Regions from separate parts of the Mus musculus genome. Here region 2 is linked to region 1. A link is a contact called in public capture Hi-C data. All regions are on one chromosome and are shown on one strand. Each heading gives the region's core, a stretch centred on a gene start, on an enhancer-like site or on the middle of the called end of the contact. The rest is flanking DNA. Distances are from core to core; before and after follow the strand shown.

Region 1 (4,523 bases), core at 1,966-4,465:
CTCCCCCCTCACCTCTTTCTTTCTTTTTTGGTTTTTCGAGACCGGGTTTCTCTGTGTAGCCCTGGCTGTCCTGGAACTCAGAAATCTGCCTGCCTCTGCCTCCCAAATGCTGGGATTACAGGCATGCACCACCACTGCCCGGCTATTTTTATTTTTTAAAGAAACCAAAATTCCAGAATTCTCACTACAAATAGGGTGTTTAGCAGTGTCTCTGCCCTCTGTCTGCTAGATGCCAGTAGCATCTTTAGTGTGACCACCAGATGTGCCTCTGAACGTTGACAGATGTCTCTTGTGGGCCACATTGCTCAGTTGAGAATGACTCGTGTAGAGACATACCCAGGCCAACATTTCCCTGACTACTTTCTTCCCTGGCCCTGGTCTCCTGTTGCTGGGACTCCTCATTGGTCAGACCATAGCCCAATGGGCACAGGAGCCCGTACATTGATTTAGTCTAAATAGGTCAGCTCCATGGGCAGAGAGCTGGATGGAAGAGAATCAGCAGTGGATAGAGACCACACATCATTGTTAGTCCACTATCCAGATGAGGAATACTGAGCAGAGAGGTGAAGCAACTTTCCCAAGTTGCACAGCTATATGAATGGTAGAGTCAGGATTAGAACTCGGCTCCAGAACCTTTGCTCTTATCCCCAGATGCCTCTCCTATGGGAAGGGAGGGTGCCAGGGAAAGAGATCAGAATGTGAGGTGCAGGGTGGCTGAGGCACCCCCACTTCAGGCTGTCCCCAACTGTGACCTCCTAGGTGCCTTCTATTCTGAGAAGTTGCCGGGTCCCAGCAGGGCGGGGCGAGTTGTGGTCCTCAACACCAATCTGTACTACAGCAACAACGAGCAGACAGCTGGCATGGCTGACCCCGGCGAGCAGTTCCGGTGGCTGGGAGATGTCCTGAGCAATGCATCTCGGGATGGGGAGATGGTAAGTGCTCTTGCTTCTTCCTGTGTGCCCAGAGACTTCCTGATAGAAATCTTCCACCAGGCACAGACTTACAACCCACTGGGGACACTCACACCCCCGAGGGTCCTGCAGCAGCCTAGCCCCAGGAGACACTTCTGACCATAGCCACCCTGTGAGTTGAGGCCCTGAAGCACACTGCATGTCTTAGGGCCTCAAGAGGCTGTGATGGTCTCATTCCACAGTAAGCAAAAGCCTAGAACCTCAGTGAGAATTGCTCTGAGTTCCCATGTCTTTCTGTCATCACCATACGCACAGCAGTAGTGCGCACTGTGTACCCAAGGAGGTGCATGGATGTTAGGGGTGTCCGTCTTGTCTGCTAAGCCAGCAGCTACTTAAGGACTGGCACAGTGGCTCCTGTGTGAGCCCATGTGTTGCATAGCAAACTCCAGGAGAGTTTTGTGGCTGGTGCTGGTGAGTGCTCACCATGCCAACAGCAGGCATATAGTGCTTTGGGCGGCTCCCCCTCTTTTAATTTGGTAGCAAGCTCCACCAAGTGGAGACTCTTCCAAACGAGAAACTTGAAGCTCAGAGAGATGGCATGTAGCTGGTGTCCAAGCTGAAGTTAGAGGCCAAAGCTCATTCATGCCCTTTATTTTTAATATAAGCTCTCAGGCTGGAGGGATGGCTAAGCATTAAGAGCACTGGCTGCTCTTCCAGAGGTCCTGAGTTCAATTCCCAGCAACCACATGGTGGCTCACAACCATCTGTAATGGGATTTGATGCTCTTTTTTGGCACACAGGTGTACATGCAGATATAGCATTCATACATTAAACATACATTCACACACACACACACACACACACACACACACACACACACACACTCATGTTGACCAGGCTGGCCTTGGACTCCCAGACATCTGCCTGCCTCTGCCTTCCAAGTGTTGGGATTGAAGGTGTGAGCCAGTTGCCCCTGGCTAAGCACATGCTCTCATTTCTGCCCCTGTTCTACATTTTGCAGTGGAAATGCACAGGACCACGTAGCGTTCTCTCACAGTCATGCAGGATCAGCCCCAGCTCTGGGAATCAAGGAGCTCTCTTTGAAGGATCAGGAAGAGTTTGGGGAAGATGTGCTCTGGGGCTACGTTCAGAGGGAGGACATGGGCAGGTTTTGGAAGGTGGAAATGGGGGCTGGAGAGGGCATCTCTGATCGCAGAACCTCATTCTTGCAGGTGTATGTTATTGGCCACGTGCCCCCGGGGTTCTTTGAGAAGACACAGAACAAGGCCTGGTTCCGAGAGAGCTTCAATGAGGAGTATCTGAAGGTGATCCAGAAGCACCATCGGGTCATAGCAGGGCAGTTCTTTGGACACCACCATACCGACAGCTTCCGAATGTTCTATGACAACACAGGTGCTCCATCCTGAGGGAACTGGCCACCTGCCAGCCTCTTCTTTCCTTACCCCTTTTTCAGCCTGCTGTCTTTTCCCCCTAAAGGTGCCCCCATAAACGTCATGTTTCTCACACCCGGGGTCACACCGTGGAAGACCACATTACCTGGAGTGGTCGATGGGGCCAACAATCCAGGGATACGCATTTTCGAGTATGATCGAGCCACACTCAACTTGAAGGTTAGGAGTTTGGGTCTGCTGGGTTGGGGGAAATCTAAGTCTATCACCACCTTTCCTAACCTTCAGCTGACCCAGTTGCTACTGACCACTGAGCCTTGGAGGATGCCTTAGTTAGGGTTTCATTGCTGTGAAGAGACACCCCTGTTCAAGGCAACTCTTATAAAGGACAACATTTAACTGGGGCTGGCTTACAGGTTCAGAGGTTCAGTCCATTTATCATCATGGTGGGAGGCATGGCAGAGCCCAGACAGACACGGTGCTGGTTAAGAGCTGAGAGTTCTACATCTTGCTCAGAAGGGGCAGGAGATTCTCTCTTGTCCTTGTAACGTCTCGCCAGCAAAACACACTCGGACAACCAGATCCTTCTATTATTGCTTACTTCTCAGGAAGACCCCGAACCCGGAAAATGGAGCTGCTTAAATACACCTCTGTGACGTGTCAGCTCCTGATTAGCTGCTCACCCATCACCCCACTATTACACCCCGGGATGGGCAGTGACTTGGCACGAATTTACTCTAGCACCTGCGCACATTGCTTGTTTACTAGTTAGGCACTGAGGAAGCCAGCGCCATCTTGTAATGGCGATTGTTCACGGCTTCCCACAATTCTCTTTCACATTGGGCGGAACTTGAGCACTAGGAGACCTCAAAACCCTCCTACACAGTGACACACTTCCTCCAACAAGGCCACACCTATCCCCACAAGGCCACACCTCCTAATAGTGCTACTTCCCATGGGCTAACCGTATTCAAACCACCGTGGAAGGGAATCTTGGTTAGACCCTTGGGAGTCACCTGCCACCAAATCAGATCTATTCTAACCCCAAAGCCTGTTCTACTTGTCCTGGGTTACTATGACTGCCTGGTCTCCCTGCTGCCCCATTCATCTTCCTAGAACATTGACTTCATTTTGCCTCTCCGTGACTCACAAACCTTAAAGATCTCCCGAGTGCCCTCAAGATAAAATTGTCTCTTTGGAGGCTGGCATGGAAGACTTCTCTCGGTCTGAGTTCAAGCCCATTGCCCCACCTCCATTCATCAACTAGCACTCAGACCCTAACCCTGTGAATACTTCTTCACTTCCTAGGATGTGCTGGGGTTGTAGAAATGGCGAAAGAGATACTACTTCATTCATTCAACAGAAAGTACTAAGCACAGGCCACATACACACCCGGCTCTGTTCAAAGCTTAGGAGATGCAGAAACAAACAATAGAGTAACTACTTTCCTGCGTCAAAATCCCTACAGGAGGAAGGCAGTAAATAGCTACATAAAATTTAACATGGGAGACAGGAAAGGCAGGGTGGTAGCTGAGCCTGCTGGCATGGGACTGGAATACCAGGCAGGCACTTGGGAGGCTGAGGTACAGGACTAAAATTTAAAACCAGCCTGGGCCACATAGTGAGTTCAAGACCAGACAGGAGCTTAGCCAGGAGACCCTGTCTCAGAAGGGGTATGAGGTGGGGGTGGGGTGGGGAGTCAAGGCTACAGCTCAGCAGCAGAGTGATTGCTTAGCATGGTGGAGGGGTGATTTCCAACACTGAAGAAAGAACAGGGAAGGAGAGAGGCAAGAAGGGAGGAAGGGGTGGGGAAGGAAAGTGCAGCTGTTTTTGGAGTGTGTGTGAGATGTGTTAAGTAGATGGGATGAGGGAAATGTCCTAAGTAAGGAGGCATTTGAGTTCTGTGTAAACTGAGAACACAGCTGGCTTTGAAGGGAAGGTAGAGGGAAGAGCAGGTCAGATGCCCCGGGGTGGGGTGGGGGTGGGGGTGGGGGTGGGAAGTGGCTTAGTGTTCCTGTGGGAGAGCAGGGAGACCAGGTGACCCCAGAGGGCAGGAGCCAAGGGTGGAAGGCACCGGGCCAGGTCAAGGTCTGGATCTGAAGAGCAGGGGACAGAAGTGCAAACTGTTCTGAGTCACAGTTTCACAAAATCACCTTGTCTGCTGGGCAAAGAGCAGACTGCTGTGACCAAGGTCTGGAGTGAG
Region 2 (4,563 bases), core at 724-3,223, 330 kb before region 1:
CAGTCTATTTCTTTCACATGCATACATGTGTGCATGCATGTGCACATACACCTGCCATATCCCTCACATGATCAGACATGAGTGAACAGTCCAAAGGAACTGATGGCATGCTGGGGACACTCCTGGACAGGGCAGACAGGTAGGAGACCACAGCGGGTAAGAGAGGGCAACCAGGTGAGGGCAAAGAAAACGAGGGCATATCCTATAAAGACTTCTCTCATGCTCCCTCCTGACTCGGCCTGGTCAGGAAGGGTGTGTGTGTGTGTGTGTGTGTGTGTGTGTGTGTGAGAGAGAGAGAGAGAGAGAGAGAGAGAGAGAGAGAGAGAGAGAGATGGGGCTCAGGCAGAGGTGGATGCTGGGACAGAAGCCCAGATACCCTCTGTACCATGGCAGGCATTCAAGCCGGGGTTCTGTAGACAAGGCTGGAGAGGAAGGATGCAATCAAAAGGTGTGAAGCATGGAGCTGCAAGAACAGATGTGCTTTAATCAATTCATCCAATAAATATTTTAGGGGCTCCAGACACTGTGCATCTAAAAATGCTGAACAGCAAGCACTTTGGCGGCCACCACGGGCAGAATGGACTGGGGTGGGGGTGGGCCAGAGACCCAGGTGGCTGAGTAGGGCTCTCACTGCTGAAATCTCTCATTTGTTAGGCTCCATTTCCAGCCTCAAGGAAGTTCCTGCTGTCTACCCTCCCTCCTCATGTAGCTCACAAGGGCTGGTGTGGAGGATCCGCCTTCTTGCTGGAGAACCCAGCCTCCCCTAGACAGGGTCCTCATGTAGGGTTGAAACAAGCGCATTAGGTTCGTGGTCCATGGTGTCTTGGGCATGGTTTACTGGCCAGTGCAGAGTGGGCTGCTAGTTCACGTGGACTGGACACAGACTGCATCTACTTCTCCAGCACAGGCATCGTGGAACCAAAGATGGACAGACAGTGACGAACCAGACAGAGCTATCCAGGGAAAACCATAACATACTATAAAGTTATAAGGAACGTTCTCAGAGGCTTGGATTTTGGGGAGAAGACTGTGCAAACTGTATAGACGGGGATCTAGCTGACCCAGTAACTACTGAAGGTGCCTAGGAGTGGGGCCGACCTTCTCTCTACACCCCTACCTCTTCCCAGGAGGACTTGATCTAGTGGCTAACATAAAAGCACTGCGATTACCCTGTCTACCATCCATATCCCCAGGTCTGGGGGTGGAATCCAGGGCCTTGTGTGTACACAATAGGCAAACACTCCAACAATCACCTATATCTCCAGGCCCAAGAAGAATTTCAAGGTTTCCAAATGCTTGAGGCCCATACCAGAACACAAGGCTCTTGTCATAGGGCAGCAGGCAACAGATGCAGGAGGGCTATCTTTGGTCAAGCAAAGGTCAGGGACAAGGGTTGGAGATGTGTGACTCACACTGCTTGAATTAGGGACCCAGAATCCAGACCGTGGGAAGGTATTCATCCACCCATCTACCAGCCACTGCCGAGGTGCTTGCTTGTGGGCCAGGCCAGGGCTAAGGGCTTTACATGTCAATCCCCTTCATTCTTACAAGAGATAGAGATGCTGTGAATCACCAGGTTATGTGAGTCACCAGATCACCTAGTTGCTAAGGGCTGGAACCAAGTGCACAGAGCGGCCTGTGTGTAGCCACAGACACGTACTCCTAGCCACTGCCTGCCAGTTTTAGAGGTCTGCTTTTACCAGGAATGTGGGGTGCAGAGAGAGGAGCAGCAGCAGAAGGTATGTTCATAGAGAGATGGTATTTCCAAGAAGCGGGGGCCTGAAACAAGAAGGCCTAGCCTAAATATGGCTCCAGGGAAAGCAGACAGTAGAACTGGAGGGTGACCTCAGAAGGAGGAGAAAACCTGGTGCCTGGAGGAAGCAGGGCAAGACCGGCTGAGGCCTGACATGAGGCCTCTTGCTCAGAGCCAGAGGCAAGATCAAGTGACCTCTTAAGGATTCAAAACTCAGAGAGACAAAGCCCAGAACAGCCAGGCCTGGGCATGCCTGCTGACCCTGGCTGGCTGGTGGTCTTGGAAACTGCCTCCTGTTCCGGTCCAGCCCCAGCTGGTGTAACCTGGGAGGACCTGTGACATTTCTCTTGGCCTCCCTTCTACAGCCAAGAGCTAATAGGGAGGAGAGAAGGATTAGAGATTCCTGAATGTATCTGGTCCCTTTCCACCATCTCATCTCTACTCCTGGGGTCTGCTGCAGTTGGTATTTGGTTTAAGGGCCCCAGTATGGAGCTAGTCTGTCTGGGTCTGCTTTTCATTTAGGGGACCTAAGAATATGCCTGTATGAGCTGAAGGTCCCCTCCACTCCTTTTCACCCCTTTTCACCTATTTCCAACTGTCCTGTCAGCTACAGTACTCAGCAGAGGCAGGACACACATTCCCAGCTCTCCCTGGGACGGAGCTTGCTCTTGACCTCAGTTCCCACTGCCTGCGGTGCCCTCCCCTGGCTCCATAATCTCGCCTTTTCTTCAAGCTCAGCTTCTTACCACAAACCCACAAAATTCATTTAAAACATTAGACCTTCTGGACCCAGTGGTCAGTGCCTGGAACACCAGCGCTCAGTAGGCTGAGGCAGGAGGAAGCAAGTTCCAGGTCAGCCAGGGCTAAGATACAAAACAACTTCTGATCCCAAAGAACCATGGGGTTCGCCTTATGGGAGCCTCCATTTTGCTTGCACACAGGGAGCTGGGGATGTGGGTGAAGAACAGGCCTGTGGCAGCTCTGAAGGGCAGAGATGGCTCCATGTTTTACAAACTATGGATCCCTGGGCAGAGTTCAGGTGTCCCTGTATCCTTAACTCTCCAATGAAAGCCTAGAACATCCTCTCTGCCCAGGATGGTGTGAGGAGTCCTGGGGCAGTGTTACATACGAGGACAACACACATGTGTACAGAAGGATTTCTCAGCCCAACACCTAGTGCCTGGGGTGCAATCCTTGCTCCTTCCCACCTTTGGGGACATGCCATCCCCTACCAGGTGTCTCCAGGTTCCCGTGTGCCTGTTTTAACTTCCTGGGCCGGTGCTGAACTGCTGACAGGAGCCCTGTCTACTCTGTCTCCCCAGATCCTGCCACAGAATGGGCTCCAAGGAGCAGAGGATGAGTAGATGAGCCGGAGCGCCGCTACCCAGTGCCTATTAAAGCTGCTCGCTGCCCTGTCGGTGAGTGAGCGTTGTCACTGTCTTCTCTGCTTAAGCCTGCTGCTGACAGCGTGGCTCCCTCTACCAATTCTCCCTCCCTGCCACTCTACTCTCTGCATCCTCCAACCTTTCTCTCTCACAGGATTTTAACTAGTCCTTGGCACCAGAGGGTGGTTGCTCTACATGAGGCACTTGTCTGTTATCCTAACTAAAGCATTACCGCAGATCACTTTAGTCCAAGCCACCATCACGGCTGGCTTGTCTGGTCTCCTTTCTACAATGGCTCCCTGTACATCTTGGAATGATTCAAATTCCTTGCAGTGTCTGACAGGCCCTGCCTCTGCCAATCTGGCCCTTGCTTAGCTTTCCTGCCTCTTCATCCCTCAGCTCTTCAAAGCCCAACCCCTCCCTGCCTCAAGACCGTACACACCGCCTGCTGGTCCCCCTGCCCAGTAGGTCCTCCCCGCCTACCATGTAGCTCCTGCGTCCTATTGGTAGCTGGAAGGTCTGGGTTCCCTGATGCAATCTCTCACAACCTCCTTGCTGGCCTTGCCCCATTCTTCTCCACACCTCTACCCAACAAGTGTTCTGCGCCCTTCTGTGTTTCCTGTCTTTCTCTCTGAACCCAAGGTCCTCTGAGAATCAAGCGCCTCTTTTCTGGTGCTTCCAATGCCTGATGCATGCACAGGGAGGGCTGCATAGACATTCCTGTGAGGACAGCGCTGCTACCTCCCATTGCTGGGTGGGGAACAGGCTAGAATGTGGGGCTGGATGGCATCCCAACTCCTCCTGCATTCAGGCCTAGCTGGGTGGTTCCATTATGCACTGCGCTGAGCTGTGACCTGCCCAAACACCCAGCCCCCACGCCCATTCATTTTCCATCCCAGAGTCTGGGAGGAACGGTTTTGGGATTATTTCATTTCTGGATTATCCATGAGACATCTCCCCTCCGGTGAGAAGGATCAAGGGTTTGACATTTTAAACCCTAAGCAGCTTCTCCCTTTGCCTGCTTCAGATCTGCAGCCCTGCTGCTTGCAGGGAGATGCATGGGGAATGCAAGGCCATTTTAATCTTGGCTTGGCTTCATTAGGAAGGAAAAAACACTGCCAAAAAAAAAAAAAAAAAAAAAAAGAAAAAGAAAAAAGCTTGAGCCATTGTTTCTGCCATGCAGACCTTTGAGAGACTCAGATATTATTAAAGTCAATTTTTCTCAAACAGATGGGGAAACAGAGGCCAGGGAAGGACAAAGCTTAAAGACATGTAGCAAGCTAGAAGCCACACAGGGACCTGGTATTCCCCAGAGCCTTTTGGCTCTCATGAATGGCTCCTTGCCACCCTGAGGCACCAGGGCATCTGGGCTCTGACAAAGCGGGGGTCGTAAGTTTCCACTGACTTTGCTTCAGGACCCTGAAT

Evidence for each region. Capture Hi-C pulls out chosen DNA fragments and counts their contacts.
Region 2: a capture Hi-C map of embryonic stem cells shows a contact between it and region 1, with 2.6 times the contacts expected there. The contact joins two enhancer-like sites. A contact is called at or near these places in 2 of 9 other capture datasets (adipose tissue and embryonic stem cells).

The regions. Positions count from the first base shown.
Region 1 is chr4:132,736,038-132,740,560 of GRCm38.p6, reverse strand. It overlaps Smpdl3b (sphingomyelin phosphodiesterase, acid-like 3B), which reads left to right. Exons shown (of 8, transcript NM_133888.2): 5 at 760-932; 6 at 2,144-2,324; 7 at 2,409-2,542. Among named protein-coding and RNA genes, the nearest start is that of Xkr8, 5.8 kb to the right of the region's middle. Within about 2 kb of position 3,215, at least 15 of the 459 cell types and tissues checked have an H3K27ac peak or open chromatin away from gene starts, as enhancers often do. A contact at or near this core is called in embryonic stem cells, where this site is marked.
Region 2 is chr4:133,067,966-133,072,528 of GRCm38.p6, reverse strand. The region is part of intron 6 of Ahdc1 (AT hook, DNA binding motif, containing 1); the gene reads right to left. Among named protein-coding and RNA genes, the nearest start is that of Gm26615, 13 kb to the left of the region's middle. Within about 2 kb of position 1,973, at least 54 of the 459 cell types and tissues checked have an H3K27ac peak or open chromatin away from gene starts, as enhancers often do. A contact at or near this core is called in embryonic stem cells, where this site is marked.